2 separate regions of the Mus musculus genome follow, and region 2 is linked to region 1. A link is a contact called in public HiChIP or PLAC-seq data. All regions are on one chromosome and are shown on one strand. Each heading gives the region's core, a stretch centred on a gene start, on an enhancer-like site or on the middle of the called end of the contact. The rest is flanking DNA. Distances are from core to core; before and after follow the strand shown. Region 1 holds the start of Plxna1 (plexin A1). Region 2 overlaps Chchd6 (coiled-coil-helix-coiled-coil-helix domain containing 6).

Region 1 (6,768 bases), core at 2,234-4,733:
ACATCAGCAGCACCACTGACTTGGAGTGCCAAGGCCCCAGTGAACCCAGGTCCTGGTGAGCTGCATCCATCTACCTGAAGAGAAAAGGCAGGCTATGCCTTTTTGTGGCCAAGCAAGCCCTCTCTCCGCAGTCCCAGCTCCTAGCCTAGGTACTTCTCCTCCTCTTCCTTTTAGAGGGCTGGACAAGAGCCAAGACCAAGCATGGGGCCTGTAAATACTTTCCATGGACACCCTCCTGCTCCTGGCCCTGAACAACTGCTCACATTTACACTGATGGTTTCTGTTCAGGGAGCAGAGTGGGCTTCCCAGAGTCAGGTGACTGTACCTGGCCCCTCGTCAGGCCTCTCCTGGCCTAAGATGTGAAAACAAGCCAATGGGTGGGAAGCTCTTCTCTCACACACCTGCTCAACAGACATCAGGGGAACCAGGGGACCATGCCATGGGCTGGCTATGACTGGCCGTGCAAAGCTGTGGCAGAAACAGTAGAGGGAATGTTGTTAGAGGCCAGAGTGGGACTTGTCTCGTGTGTGGGTGTGGGTATGTGTGGAGAGGGAAATCATGCATGAACTGGAGGGGCATACTGGTAAGCCAGAGGGGAGAGCAGGCCAACAGGTGGACATATGGAGCCCTCTGTGCTGGGGAGCTGTACAGTATATGTTTGTGAATATGTTCTGTATACGCAAATGTTCCCCAGGTATGTGCATGTGTCTTTATGTGAGCTCATGTTTGTGTGTACATGTCTATAGATGTGGGTGTATGCAATGTGTATGTACAGTGTACATATGCCTGAGTATATGTACATAAGTGAATGTATGTATATAGGCCTGAGTGTAAGTGCATGGATATGTACATTTGTATGCATGCCTGAGTTTGAGTACATGTATGTATGTATGCCTATACATGAGTGTCCCGTATGTGTACCTATGAGTACATATGTGTTTGTATATCTGAGTATATGTATATGTACCTGTACATGTGTGAATACCTGTGTGATGTGTGTACATGTGCATGCATATATATGTGGAGAGTTCTGAACAGGAGGCTCTCCACCAACTCTACTTTGACCCTTGAGTCATGGGTGGAAGCCAGAGACAAGAAAGGCCCACAACCTCCAGCTAGGAGGTGGCAGGAGGGAAGAGGGTGAAATGGGCTAGGAGGCTCTGATGAGGGAACAGGGGGAAGACTGAAATGGCCTGAGGCTTGAACCTGGGTCTGGGAGAAGTGGGTCCTCCAGCATGCCTGGGTTCTCCCTATGCCTTCCTCCTTATCCCTTACCCCTAATACGGGGCTGTCAGAGGGGAGGAAGAGCCAGCTGAGCCCATTTGTAGGAGGGTCTGTCACAGGTGCAGAAATGGCCCTGAAACTGTTCGCTGCTGGAGCATGTGAAGGGAGGGGCCTTAAGAACCTTATTAGGCCCCCTTGACCAGAACCTTGCTCCTGGGACTACTCCTCTCCTTTCCAGTTCCTGCAGGGAAGTGACCCCCAAGGGGGAAACGCAGAGGGAGGAGCCCTGGCAGCAGCAGTCACAGCAGCTGTGCTGACTCACTTCCTTTCTCTGCAATGTGGTCAAGCCAAAGCTGCAGGCCCAGGTTCAATTCCAGCTCTTCTATGGTCACAGGCTTTCTTCTTCTGCTGCTTCTCGGGACTCAATAAGACCACATAAAAAAGAGCTGAGACATCAGTGGAGGCACAGTGCAGCTGAGAGGGATCAGTGGAACTACTAACTGATCCAAAGCAATAGCCCCTAGCTGGATTTCCTCCAGAAAAAGGTTTTCGGAGGTCACCTATCCCCTCCTGTGGGATGGTAGCCGTGTTTGTGTAGATTCTTTGGCGTTCTTCATGTATTCTGGATACCTATCCGCTGTGTGTGGGTCACAAAACAGGAAGAGCCTTGAGCACCTGCCTAGCTGTACTTCAGAAGACAGGTTGGCAAAGGCAGGTGTGAGCAGAGGCAGTCAGCCTCTGAAGCTAAGGAGCAGAGGCAACTCAGGGAACAGCTGGACAGGCACAACCCCAGTCTGCCTGTAACCTCCCCAAAGCGTTGCAAGTGGATTACCAAATCTGTGAGGCAGGTAAGGCTGTGGACTGGAAAGCAGAGCCAACTATTGGAAGCAGACAGGTGTGCAACTAGGAAGCCCACAGTTTGAACTGCACCTCTGGGCCAGACTCCAGGCTCTGCCACCAACCAGCGAGGGAGCTTGGGCAGGTCACAGGGCCTGCGCAGTCTGTCTACCCGGTTTGTACAGCACAGCAGAGATTTGTACATTCAGTATGTAGTGCCTGTGGAGTCCGACGGTAAGTGTAACTGTGGAAGAAGGGTCTCACCGCCATTCAGAAGCAAAAAGAACCAGCACCAACTTTCAGCCTGGCAAAATCAAACCATTACCTTTCCCACTGTTGCTGACACTTCTCCATCACGTGGAGGGGTGGGGTTTCACTTGGGGGAAAACCAAGTTTGCATCGTCTGTTGAAGCTAAAGACCAAGGTCTAGAGCAGGGGGCTCCAGTCCAGTAGCAGAAGAGAGGGTTAACTATCCAGAATAGCCTGTGCCACACAGTGAGAGCAAAGACTGACCACAGGACCCTGCATTCCTATCAGAGAGGAAGGCGGGACACCATTTCTATAGCATCCTCAAACAAGCTACACAAAAGAATATGTCATTCAGGGAGACAAAATGTAAACGGTCACACCCAAAGAAAAACCAGGCAAGGATGAGCACAGGGAAAGAGGGTGATGACTGCTTGGGAGACGAGTACGGACAATGGTCCTTACCGAATGAGCTGCACTGGGTCCCCCAGGCTGTGCCCAGTCAGCCTTCGCCCCTCCCACGACCACCTTTTCTGACTGCTCTGTTCTGTTCTGCGCACAGCTGCCTGCTTTGGTCTGGATGCCTTGCACTGGGTGACCTTATTGAGAAAGGTTCTCTACCCGACCGAGACCTGGCGCAATCCAGCTCTGCAGGCCAGCCCCGCGCCCGCGATCGACCCGGCGAGGTCTCTATCCTGCTGGGGTAGTTCTAACACGCCCCGCTGCAGGACCGCGTACCGGACAGGACAGTCGTCCTCTGAGCTTAGGCATCCCGGCACGCGCCACCTCCTGGGGCCTGCGGGGTGCAGTGCCGGTCCCACCTAAGCGATCGTTGCGCAGGCAGAGATGAGCAATAGGACCAGGGCAAGTGCTTCCTCCGGACTCAGTTTACCCTTCCGTGCACGAAAGCTGTACTTCCAGCCTGTGCTCCTTAAAGAGTGCATCGACTCCTGGGACCACCCGGACCACCTCACCCACCCCCACCCCAGTCCAGAGTTTTAAGGCTGAGGTGGCCATCGCCCTTTGAAGGCAAGCGGTGGGGCCCGCCGCGCGCGCTCTCGCCGCGGGGCCGAGCGCCCCCTGCAGGCCATCGCGGGTCCCGCCCCGCCCCCGCCCCCGCCCCCGGCCCCGCCCCCCGGCTTCGGCCGGCGCATGCGCGCGGCACGGCGCTCCGCGGGGCGGCGAGAGCGAGGCCGGTCCGCAGCCGCGCGGAGCTCAGCGCCCCATTCATGCTGGGCAGCGGCGACGCAGCCACGCAGCGGAGCGGAGCCCGGGCGCGGCGGCCTCGGCCTGGGCGGCCTGCGCGGCGTGGGCGGCCCCGCAGAGGGGCGAGCGGCGGGGCGCAACGATGGCCAGCGGCGGGACGCGCCCGGGGTTGGCGGGTGAGTCGGGGCGCAACTTTCCCCGCGGGCGGCGGGAGGCTCGTCGCGGCCCGGGGTCCCGAGTGGCCGGGGGGCGCTGGCGGCGGCCAGGGGGGTGTGCGCGGGGACTGCGGCGCGCGTGTCCGCGGCTGGCGTGTCCTGCGGTTCCGGCCGGGCGCCCGCGTGTGTCCGGGCGCGGTCTCCGCTATGGGCTGCCGCGTCCCGGCGGGTCGCAGCACGTCCGGGGCCCTACGATCCGGGGGGGCGCAATGTCTGTGGCCGCAGTCGCGGTCCCTTCCTCCAGGCAGGAGAGAAAGTTTGCAGTGGCCCCGCGGGAAGGGCCCTGCGGGTGCCCATGTCGGCCCGTGTTGCGCCGGGTCGGACCGGGCCGCGGGTGGGGACGTGGGCCGCAGGCGAGCGCCGCGCTGGGCAGGCCCGGGCAGGGCCGCGGGATTCGGGGCAGGTCCCTGGCTGCGCCTCGGGCCGGCCTGAGGCAGTGGGGTGGAAGTTGCAAGGCTTCGTGGGGACCCCCGCCCCCTCCGGCTCCGGCGCGCGAGTGGGCGCCGCAGCCAGCCCAGGCCCGCAGGCCCTCCACCCGGCTGCAAGGGGCGGTGCGGTGCCACCGGAGAGGACGCCGGCTCGGGCCTCCTCGGCCTCCCCCTGCGCAGGGCCTCCACGGGTCATTCCTTCCCCGGAGGATTCCCCTCTTGCTTCCTGGACGGTCCCAGGCCTGGTGTACGGCGAGGACGGCGGCGGTGATGGGCTGACTCTGGCTGCTGTAGGGAAGGGCGAGTGTAGATTCCTGGGAGGCCCCCTCTGCCTGCAGAGATCCCAGGTGCTGCCCTGGAAGGATACAAGAGGGCTTCAGAGAGGCTACTAGGTGGCCGGAGCCCTCTCAGTCTCATCGGTGGGGTGCTGGGGCCACGCCCCTTGAAAGAAAGGGGTGTGTTGGGGGGGGATGGGAACGAACTGAGCCTCTGCCCCTCTGCCAGGCTCCTACCTCTGGCTCTGGCTCCTGGTGCTACCTACCTCTTCCAGCAGGTGCTGCGGGTCTTCAGTCCCATCAGGGTGGTGCTATCCTGTGCTTCTCCAGCCCTCCTAGAGCACCCCCAGTTTTCCAGCTCCATTGCTTGTTGGGGGTGAGCAGGAGGAGGTAGTGCTGCATTAGGCTGGCCAAGAGTCTGCTGGGTCGGGGAAGCACTCAGCCAGTGCCCTAGGCAGAGGTGCAAAACAGGGACTCTGCTTCAGGGCTAGGCTGTCAGGCAGAGGGGAGGTGGCAGCTTGGAGCCCACCGAAGGTGTCTAAAGGCACAGAGGACAGCATGGGTGGAGGCTTGGGGTGTGTGGTCAGTGTTGGCTGAGGAATGTGTTCTTGGGTTTGGAACCAGACAAGATGTGGTGGACAAAGCCACATCTCTTGGAGCACCTGGACCGGGAGTGTGGGACCCCAGGGGAGACTAGAAGCTTGCACCCTTTCTGGAGAGCACGACTCCAGGGCCTCCATGTAGAGAGTAGACCGTTGGAGACCAACTCCTATGACCTCCCACAGGGTGGGGCAGGGTGACAAGGCAGGGAGATCCTTCTCTTGCCGCTGATGGGGAACCACTAGGTGAGATGTCAGTAAGACCGGCCTGTCCACAACCATAAGGCTCCAGAGCAGCAGGGCACAGGGAGCAAGCTGTCCTCCTGTGAGGGTTTTGAGGGCTTTGTTTCTGAGCAAGAACCATAGTGTTACTCAGAGTTGGGAGAGAGCAGAGTACCAGCTCTCTGCAGTCCACTGGAGGCCTGCTCCAGCGTGGCCCCTGGCAGAGTCCCCGCCGCATCTGCAAGCCCAGCTTCTCTCTCCTGGTCCCTGCTGCACACACCCAGCACCACCATGGCCCTCCTGTTTGACTTCTCACTTGTCCGTCCGGATCAGGGAGCTATGGCCGTTTGTAGTGCTCCCATCTGCGTGTCCAGCAGGTCCATGCCGACCCCCACCCCACCAGCATCCAGTGGACCTGGTTGTTGTAGAGCAGGTGGAAAGGCACCACCTGGGAGTTTCTGTAGGCTACAGTGGCCAGGCAGCTCGCAGAACCCAGAGTTTGTCTGTTCCCCTCCCCTAGCCTAGCTCAGCAGGCAGTATCAGACCATGCTTCTCAGGGGAACATTGTTTTCTGCGGGACCCTGTGCTGCCAGGGTCTCCACAGCAGCTCTGCTTCCTTTCTGTCAGGGCTGGCTGTGTGACCTTGGATCTGTCTGGATCCTGAGTCTTTGTATCTGGGGAACGTAGCCCAGGCGTCTTTGCTAGTCTTTGTGCCATGGTAGGTGTAGGCTTGGGATCCCCTTCTTTCCTGGACGGCAGCCCTGTACCCCCGGGCCAATCCCTTCCCAGCAGCTTCTGTTGGGAGGCGGGGGAGTGGGCCCAGGGCCAGGCTGGGGTTTGGATGGTGGCTTCTTCAGCCAGGTCCCTCCTGTTTAATATAAAAAGTAGGGCCCGTAATTGCATTAAGACGTGTATAATTATCCCGGAGGAGGGGAGAGCCCAGCCCCTGGTAATTGCAGGCCTGCTTTGAACTGATAAACGGTGAGTGATTCATGTTTTCTTTAGAGTTCACATAGACTCAGTGCTCAGCCCAGGCCCGTTTTGTCTGCAAGCAACCTGCTCTCTAGTCTGCTTTGGTTTTGAGGGTGGGAGGCCGATGGTGTGCTCCCCTTCTGGCTGCCTGTGGAGGCTCCTCTTGGCTGCTGGTCTGGGGGTATAAAGCAGCTGACAGTCTGCTAGGAGAGTTCCTGCAAGGAAGTACCACCCTGCATTTGCCCTGGGATTTAGGCCAACACTCTTTGCTGCCCTGAACCTTAGTTTCCCTATCTGCATGTATGTTGAGGATAGCTTTGCCCAGGCCTGGCCACTCCTAGTGTCTTTACTTACTTTCTCACTCAATCACAGTGTTTGCTGAACCTGCCTGGGCCCGGTGGCTCTGGAGAGAGAGTGTGACCTATTTGCACCCAGCTTATGATCTTTTGGGAGAACATTTGAGCAATAAGTAAGCCAGAGCCACTAGCCAGACCTATGCCACAGATTAAGACAGGCACCTGCGTGCTGCCAGCTACTGCCTGTG
Region 2 (6,768 bases), core at 2,224-4,723, 60 kb before region 1:
ACCAGGGGTAGGGGTGTGGGAGAGAGGAGGCTTTGTAGAACGATACTTTTGGAAGGACAGAGAAAGGGAACAAACAGGGTGTAGTCAGATATAGTACTGATAAGAACACAAAGGCTTTCCAGGTTCATCCAATACTTAAAAGTGGAACCTGCCAAAAATGCCAGCTTTGTCCTCAATTTCAGCCATCTCCACCAACCAAGGCAAAGATCTGTGCCTCATTCTTCATCACTGCCACAGAGATGGTTTGCCCACCAATAAGTGACCTGGCCCTCTCACCAAGGCCACTGCAGTAGCCTCCAGGTAGCCAGGCTGCCTCCACTGCTCTCCATTTAGGCTGCTACATACTGCCCATGATCCTTCTAAAAGGGATCTCTGGTGCCATATCTCATAGTACAGCCTCCAGTGGCTTCTTCCTGTCCCTAATACAGGTTCTGCATTTGTGGTCATCCCTGGATGACCTTCAATATCTATTCGCCTCACTTTGAAAGGCTGTCTGTGTTTATTGTTTTATCAAGAACTCACCTAGTACAGTCACCCTGTCAGACCCTGCCCAAGCCCTGACTTCATGTCAGTTAGCTGACTGCCTGAGGTGGCCAGGCAGGGGGAGAGGCCTTCCCTGACACCTTATGAAAACCATAGCCCCTTAAGCTTTTGGTGTGATCTTTCAAGTGGCATTGACACTGAGTGAAATTATCTGTTTACTTCTTCCATATCCACACTGTTAGCTCTGTGGAACAAGGACTTCATCCCCTTGCCTGCTGTGCTCACTGCTTGTAGGGCAAGCCTTGGCAAATAGCAAGCACCCAATATATGCTTACTGAATGTACAAAAGAAGCAAGTGGTGTGTTGGAACTATGGTGTGTTGGACATGTTTGCATCCATTTCTGGCCTGTCCCACCCTGCTCTTTGACCTCCTGTCCTTTCACCTTGGTTGTCCCTTTGCCTCTCTGGGCCTCCTCAGTTTCTTCATCTGCTAAGTTCTTACCTCAGAATAACTCTTCTGAGCTTTCTGGGAATCAAATTGGCCTGCTGGGCAATCCCTACAATAGTGCCTGGCCAAGGAAGACCAGTGAACCTTCTGAGGAGACATATTTCTCACCCCCATTGGATATTGATTCTGTGTATATTGCTGCTAAGGCCAGCACACATGTGACTGTTGCCTCTTGCATCCTCCCACAGCTTGTGTTAAAATACTCCCACCACTTGGGCAGGAATCCAAGTCCCTGAGCTTCAATCTGCCTGCCCTCCCCAAGCCATGCCTTAGTCTTCTGTGCCCTGGTCATACCATGTGCTACCCCAAGTTGGTCTGCAGTAGCCTGCTAAATCTATGAGTACAGACCCAGTGCAGAGCTGGAGCTTAGGAACTGTCTTCCTCCTAACTAGCCTGTGCATCACTCTTATGGTTCTGGCCTTGGTTTTAATTTATTCAGCAATTCTTGTATCAGGCCCTCTCACAGGCTCTGGGGATAGACCATGAGCAAATGAGACTAAAAGCCCTATGATGAGCCTTCTTTCACTCCTCAGCTCTCAGAATTCTTCCACACTCTGCTGGCCTTGTTGGTTCATATGCATAAAGTGAGCGTTGTTTGTTAAGTTCTTAAAACATTTATTGAGTGTCCAGTGTGTGCCAGGCATTGTGTAATTCTATAATGCATTGCCCTGCCCCCACTCCCATCCAGCCTGTGCTGACTACTCCATCATCTTACTGTACAGAGGAGAGGACATGGCAATGCAAGTCTTGCCCAGGACACACACTAGGAGGAGAGGTCCTGACCTGAACACCAGAAGCCCACTCTGTTCCTACATGGCCCTGCATGGTTTCTCCATAGTGATATCAGCTGAGTTCTCTCTAATGCTATGACCCTTCTCAAGCTGGGTCTCCATGACACCCAGCCCTGTTTTCTTTTTCCTTAGTAGATCATTCCTGAATGCTTTTGGCCTAGGTATCTGTATTGAGGGCTCTGGCCCAGGAGCAGCTCTTTTCCAGGCATATAGGGTAAGCTCTTGTTTCCATATCCATTGTCATATACATGGACACATGGGCCTCACCCTGACCTGCACTTGGGAGACTTGCTGCCAACCTCTGTGCCCCTACATCTTTCCATTCTGCTGCTTCTCCTAGCTCTGCCTGGGGATAGCAGGTCGATCTCTCCTGCCCACGACATGTTTTGATGCTATCCTCCCCTTCCCGCCTTCCCACCTTGCTTCTCTCACCCTCACACTCTCTTTTGATCTTGCAAATCCAGGCCCTTGGAGAAATCAGACAGTATGAAATATGAAAACTGCTTGGGAAGTAATTGAAGAAACACTGCGACTTTTGAAACCCACAGAGATAATGCTCACACCTTCTTACTCACATTATTTAATTTTTAATGGCAAATTTAATTAATGGAGATCAGGTCTTCTGCCTTCAGATGTGCTCAAGAAGCAGCTGCAGGCAGCGGAGGAGGGGCAGCTGTCTAGAGCAGAGGAAAAGGCATTCCAGAAGTGGGAACCTGAGGACTCTATGGGAAGAAAAGTCTCCAAAACTATCAGTTCATGATGGTGGGCACAGATGACGTGCGGACAGTGCAGGCCCATCAGAGAGCTGTCAGAAAGCCTGTGAGCTTCTGTGGTAACTGTAGCTCCCAGGTCCTGGGCAGTCCAGGACCCTCCAGTGCTGATGACCCCTCCAGAAAGATGGGACTCCATTGTCCACAGCTGCCACAGTCTTTTAAAAACAGTACTGCTTTGCTATTCCCTCACTTAAACAGACAGGCATAGTAGCTGAGGACTGTAATTTCAGCACTCAGGAGGCTGAGATAGGAAGAGCACTGTGACTCTTAGTCCAGTATTATCTACATAATGAGTTCCAGTTTAGCCTGGGCTATAAAACAAACCCTTGTTTCAAAAAACACAAAACAAACAAAGCCAGGGTTTTATTCACCCCTCATTGGAACTCAGGCTCTGAGCCTGAAGTTGAGTCAGCTGCACCCACTGAGTATCTTAGCCCTCCCTGCCCTTGATCCCACTGTTTGACAGTCTCTGCTCCCCTCATGTACCTGCACTGCCCTTTGGACACCCATGTTCTCTCTCTTCATGGGTCCTCCTCCTTGTTTGGCTCATATCTTCTTATCCTTTACAGTTCATTAGAAATAAATGCAGTCTTTGTCTCAAGACCCTGACTTCTAGAGTATTCTCTGTAGATAGGCTCATTCACACACAGAGCTGCAGGTAGGCACTTGTTCTCCTCAGCACTGTTTACAACGGTAGGAGAATTTGTTGGCCTAGAGGACATGGTAGGAGCTGTTTGACTTGAGGTGCAGAGGGCTTACTCACAGAGCCCTCCCCCCACTGTGCTCCCTCACAAGGTGCTCCTTCACAGGGTGTGCTTTCAGTGTGGTCCTTCAGAGTGCCCACTCACAGCGTGCCTCACAGAATGCTCTCTAATTAAAGTACTTGCCCACAAGGTGCTCACAAGTGTACCATGACCTCACCCAGAAGTAGGAAGGAGATGGGTGGGGCCAGGATACAAGCCCCAGCATGCTTGCCACTCACTATAACCCCTGGCCTGCTTTCACTTTTGAAAATATTGATGTGACAAAAATTGTGCTGTAAAGTTGAGTGCTAGTCTGCCATGAACTAGACCGTGGACTCCATTGTTGGAACCACCAGAGGCAGAGAGGGGGAGCGAGAGAAATACTTTGGTTGGGTTCAGTTCAGGTATCAGTTCCCAAGAAGACTGTCTGATCAAGTTTACAGGCTGCTCTGGTAGGTATTCTGACAGCTCAAAATACTGGCCTCATGCCCATTTGTAATTGTGACATTGTGGTGTCTGAGCATCCATATGGCCAGAGCACAGGCTCCAGTTGACTTGGATCCCACCCCCATTCCTAGTGTTCTCAGGATGAACAAATTGACCAGTCCTTAAGAAGCCCACAATTATGACAAGTTGTAGTCTACAGGATCCTTGTCCTTAATGAGGAAGGCTGGAGAACCAGGGGCTCATGGACAAATGAACCTCTGTTGTGGCTTGGAGACCTTTCCTGTGCTTCTGGGCCAGTGGTTGTTACACAGCCCACTGCCATGGGTCTGCACGGCAGTCAGGATGGGACCAATGGGGGATTTTCACTGAGTCATCATGAGGAAAATAGAGGAAGCTACGGGGGGGGGGGGTGGCAGTAACCACTTCTTGGCCTGTGGACACTTCCTATGACAAATCCTACTGACCACATGATTGGCTCTATGTCCCCTGGGACAGATGCATGCTGCCTACCATACAGAGCAATGGCTCTAGGCCTCTTCTGCTTGCCCACAGTACATGGGCCCCATCTCAGCCTTTGAGTCCTCTCTTTGAGAGGGACTCAGCAAGTGACTGGGCCTGGAAGCCTGTGATCTGACCCGTGAACACATATAGAAGAAAAGAAACTCAAAAGAGTTGGGTGGGTTTTTTATGAGGAAGAAAGACCCACGTCTGTGGAAAGAACACGAGGTTCTTTGTGGCTTCAGAAGCTCTACGGTGTATGTGGGTTGGGGAGATCTGGGTGCTTTTCTCTCACTCTGCAGTTAAGAAATCAAAGCTTAGAGGAAGTAAGTGGTTTACCACAGACTGCGGCCAGTACACACCAAAGTGCTGTCATACTGTGAGCCCATGAGCCAGGCCACATCCTCAGGAGGCTCCACCAGAAGCCCAGTGGTCACAAAGGAACATGTGCTAGAGGAATTGGGAGAGACTGATCAGGTTGCCTCTGCCTTTATCCTCAGCCACGACAGCCATATCAGGGAATGTCACACCATTTGAAGCAGGGATGTGAGCGCAAGGACTCAGAGGAGAAGCAGAAAGCTTCCCGAGTGTGCCATTAATATAGATCTTCTACTGCCAGGCTGTGAGGAAGACTTGTGTTTATTTCATGCCTGTTGTGTACTGAAGTTGTTGGCATGCCTTAGAGAAGGCTCCCTGGTGTGGAGAGAGGAAACTAGAAGGGATAAGCTAGATGACCTGCTCCACCTTCTAGTTCCTGGGCCTCCCCGCCAGGGACTCTGTGTTCCTAAGCTCTCCTGCAAGAGTCTCCTTTTCATGATGACCTCCCACCAATCCTGCCTGAGACTGTAGACAGTGGAAATCTCAGAGAGCGGATAAAGGTGGAGCCTGATTCCAGCCCAGACCTGTGTTCACCTAGTCTCCTAGAGGAAGTTCTCTGCCTTAGTTCCCTTCCCTATAGACCTAATCGGGTTCCACACCACATAATGTGCTCTCCTGGCAACCTGTATTCAGACTTCTCTTTTCCTGTCCATCCAGGGACTGGCTTGTTGCTTTTCTTCAGCAGGTAGGTAGAGCCAGGTGGAGCCTGACAAATGTGCAAGGAGGTCCAGCCCTAAGAGTCCAGAGTCCTTTCACTGTCATGTCAGTTTATTGCAAGGACTGATGAGCCTGAAGCTGTTTGCTCATCTCAAACGCCAAGAGTCCCTTATCAGGAGTGAATACATTGCTGTGCAAAGGACCTGACCTTGGCATCCACAAAGGGCCACACAAAGGCATCTGTTACTGGCTTCATACCCCACTCAAGACATCTGACCACTTACCCTACACCTCTGTACAGGGCCCACTTAACCCACCCTGTCTCAGCCTCCAGATGTGGCCTTCCCCTGCAGTCTATTTGTCTGACCAACTGCATGGATCTGAATACTCCCACCTGGAGTGCAAAGGCCTGAGGCTGAAAGGATGTCAGTATCAGTCTTCTCTGGGAGCAAACGAAGATGTCAGAGCTTTAGAGAAAAAGGAAAGTGTTAGGCTAGGCCTGTGTGACCAGAAGTGACTAACAAGTTAAGCAACTTACTGAAAATCACATTGTAACACCAGGATCAAACACAGCTGGCATGTTCTTGCTCCTAGGTTTGTCCTGCCATCCTGAGTCTGTAGGTATATGTGTAATGGATAACTTCAGAGAAGATAGGTCCATGCCTTAAGACCCTCCCACAGTGCATCATGGGAAGCAACAGAGCATGCCTCAGTCTAGGAGTCAAGACACTGGATAGCCCTGACACTGCTGCTCACTGTATGACTTTGGCTTGTCACTTGACCTCTTTAGGCAGCATGGCCCATTTGTCCAGTAGGGATGGGAATAAATCAATGTCAGCACATTCTTCTTTACAAGTAATAGATGTTTCAGGCTTTGCAGACCATGCAGGCTCCACCACAGCCATTCCACTGATCCTGCAGCATACAAGCTGGGTGTGTGTAGCCAGGAAACTTTATTTATAAGCAAGGTAGCCAGCAGATTTGGCCTGTGACCTGCAGCTTGCCACTCCCTGAACTAAAAGTTATCATGGTTTGCAGTCACTTTTCTGGGATTCCATCAAGTGATCAGCATGCCATGGGAGCTAGGACCTAGGCTAAGCTGACACCAATTAAGATATTAGCATCTGTCCAGTTCTATTGTGATTGTGTCCCACAAGCTTCTAGAAGAAGATGGTAACCTTTGGTAACTAATTTTGTGTTTTCTCTTTGTAGAATGCTGAGCTGTATAAACTGTCTTCCCAACAATTCCATGAGGCGGCTTCAAAAGCAGAGAGCACAATAAAGTAAGAATCTGCTTATTGTTCTTTGTAAACTTGCCTGCATTTGTAGAAATCCCCATGTGTGGCTTGAAACCTGCTGCCACCTGCCTGATGGCAAATATCTCTAATAACAAGACAGCCATCTGTTCATCAGCCCCCTCAGTTGGGCTGAAGGTAGCCATTGGCCATCAGTAATTACCCAGATTAGCACACAGCTCTTCTCAGCTCTTC

What was found. HiChIP or PLAC-seq counts read pairs in DNA pulled down with a chosen protein or histone mark.
Region 2: a contact with region 1 is called in an H3K27ac HiChIP or PLAC-seq map of bone marrow-derived dendritic cells, with 7 times the contacts expected there. The contact joins the enhancer-like site here to the promoter of Plxna1 in region 1. A contact is called at or near these places in 1 of 39 promoter capture datasets (the 3T3-L1 cell line), 12 of 484 Hi-C or Micro-C datasets (bone marrow-derived dendritic cells, bone marrow-derived macrophages, colon epithelium and 7 more), 11 of 115 datasets of contacts at active chromatin or transcription factors (CD8 T cells, bone marrow-derived dendritic cells, bone marrow-derived macrophages and 5 more) and 4 of 9 other capture datasets (adipose tissue, bone marrow-derived macrophages, liver and 1 more).

What each region holds. Positions count from the first base shown.
Region 1 is chr6:89,359,328-89,366,095 of GRCm38.p6, reverse strand. It overlaps Plxna1 (plexin A1), which reads left to right and starts at 3,483. Exons shown (of 32, transcript NM_008881.2): 1 at 3,483-3,689. It overlaps Gm40415, which reads right to left and starts at 4,741. Exons shown (of 2, transcript XM_017321867.2): 1 at 4,698-4,741; 2 at 3,505-4,511. The coding sequence starts at 4,352. The coding sequence ends at 3,918.
Region 2 is chr6:89,419,541-89,426,308 of GRCm38.p6, reverse strand. It overlaps Chchd6 (coiled-coil-helix-coiled-coil-helix domain containing 6), which reads left to right. Exons shown (of 8, transcript NM_025351.3): 6 at 6,491-6,561. Among named protein-coding and RNA genes, the nearest start is that of Gm52910, 11 kb to the right of the region's middle. Within about 2 kb of position 3,473, at least 134 of the 459 cell types and tissues checked have an H3K27ac peak or open chromatin away from gene starts, as enhancers often do. A contact at or near this core is called in CD8 T cells, adipose tissue, bone marrow-derived dendritic cells and 8 more, where this site is marked.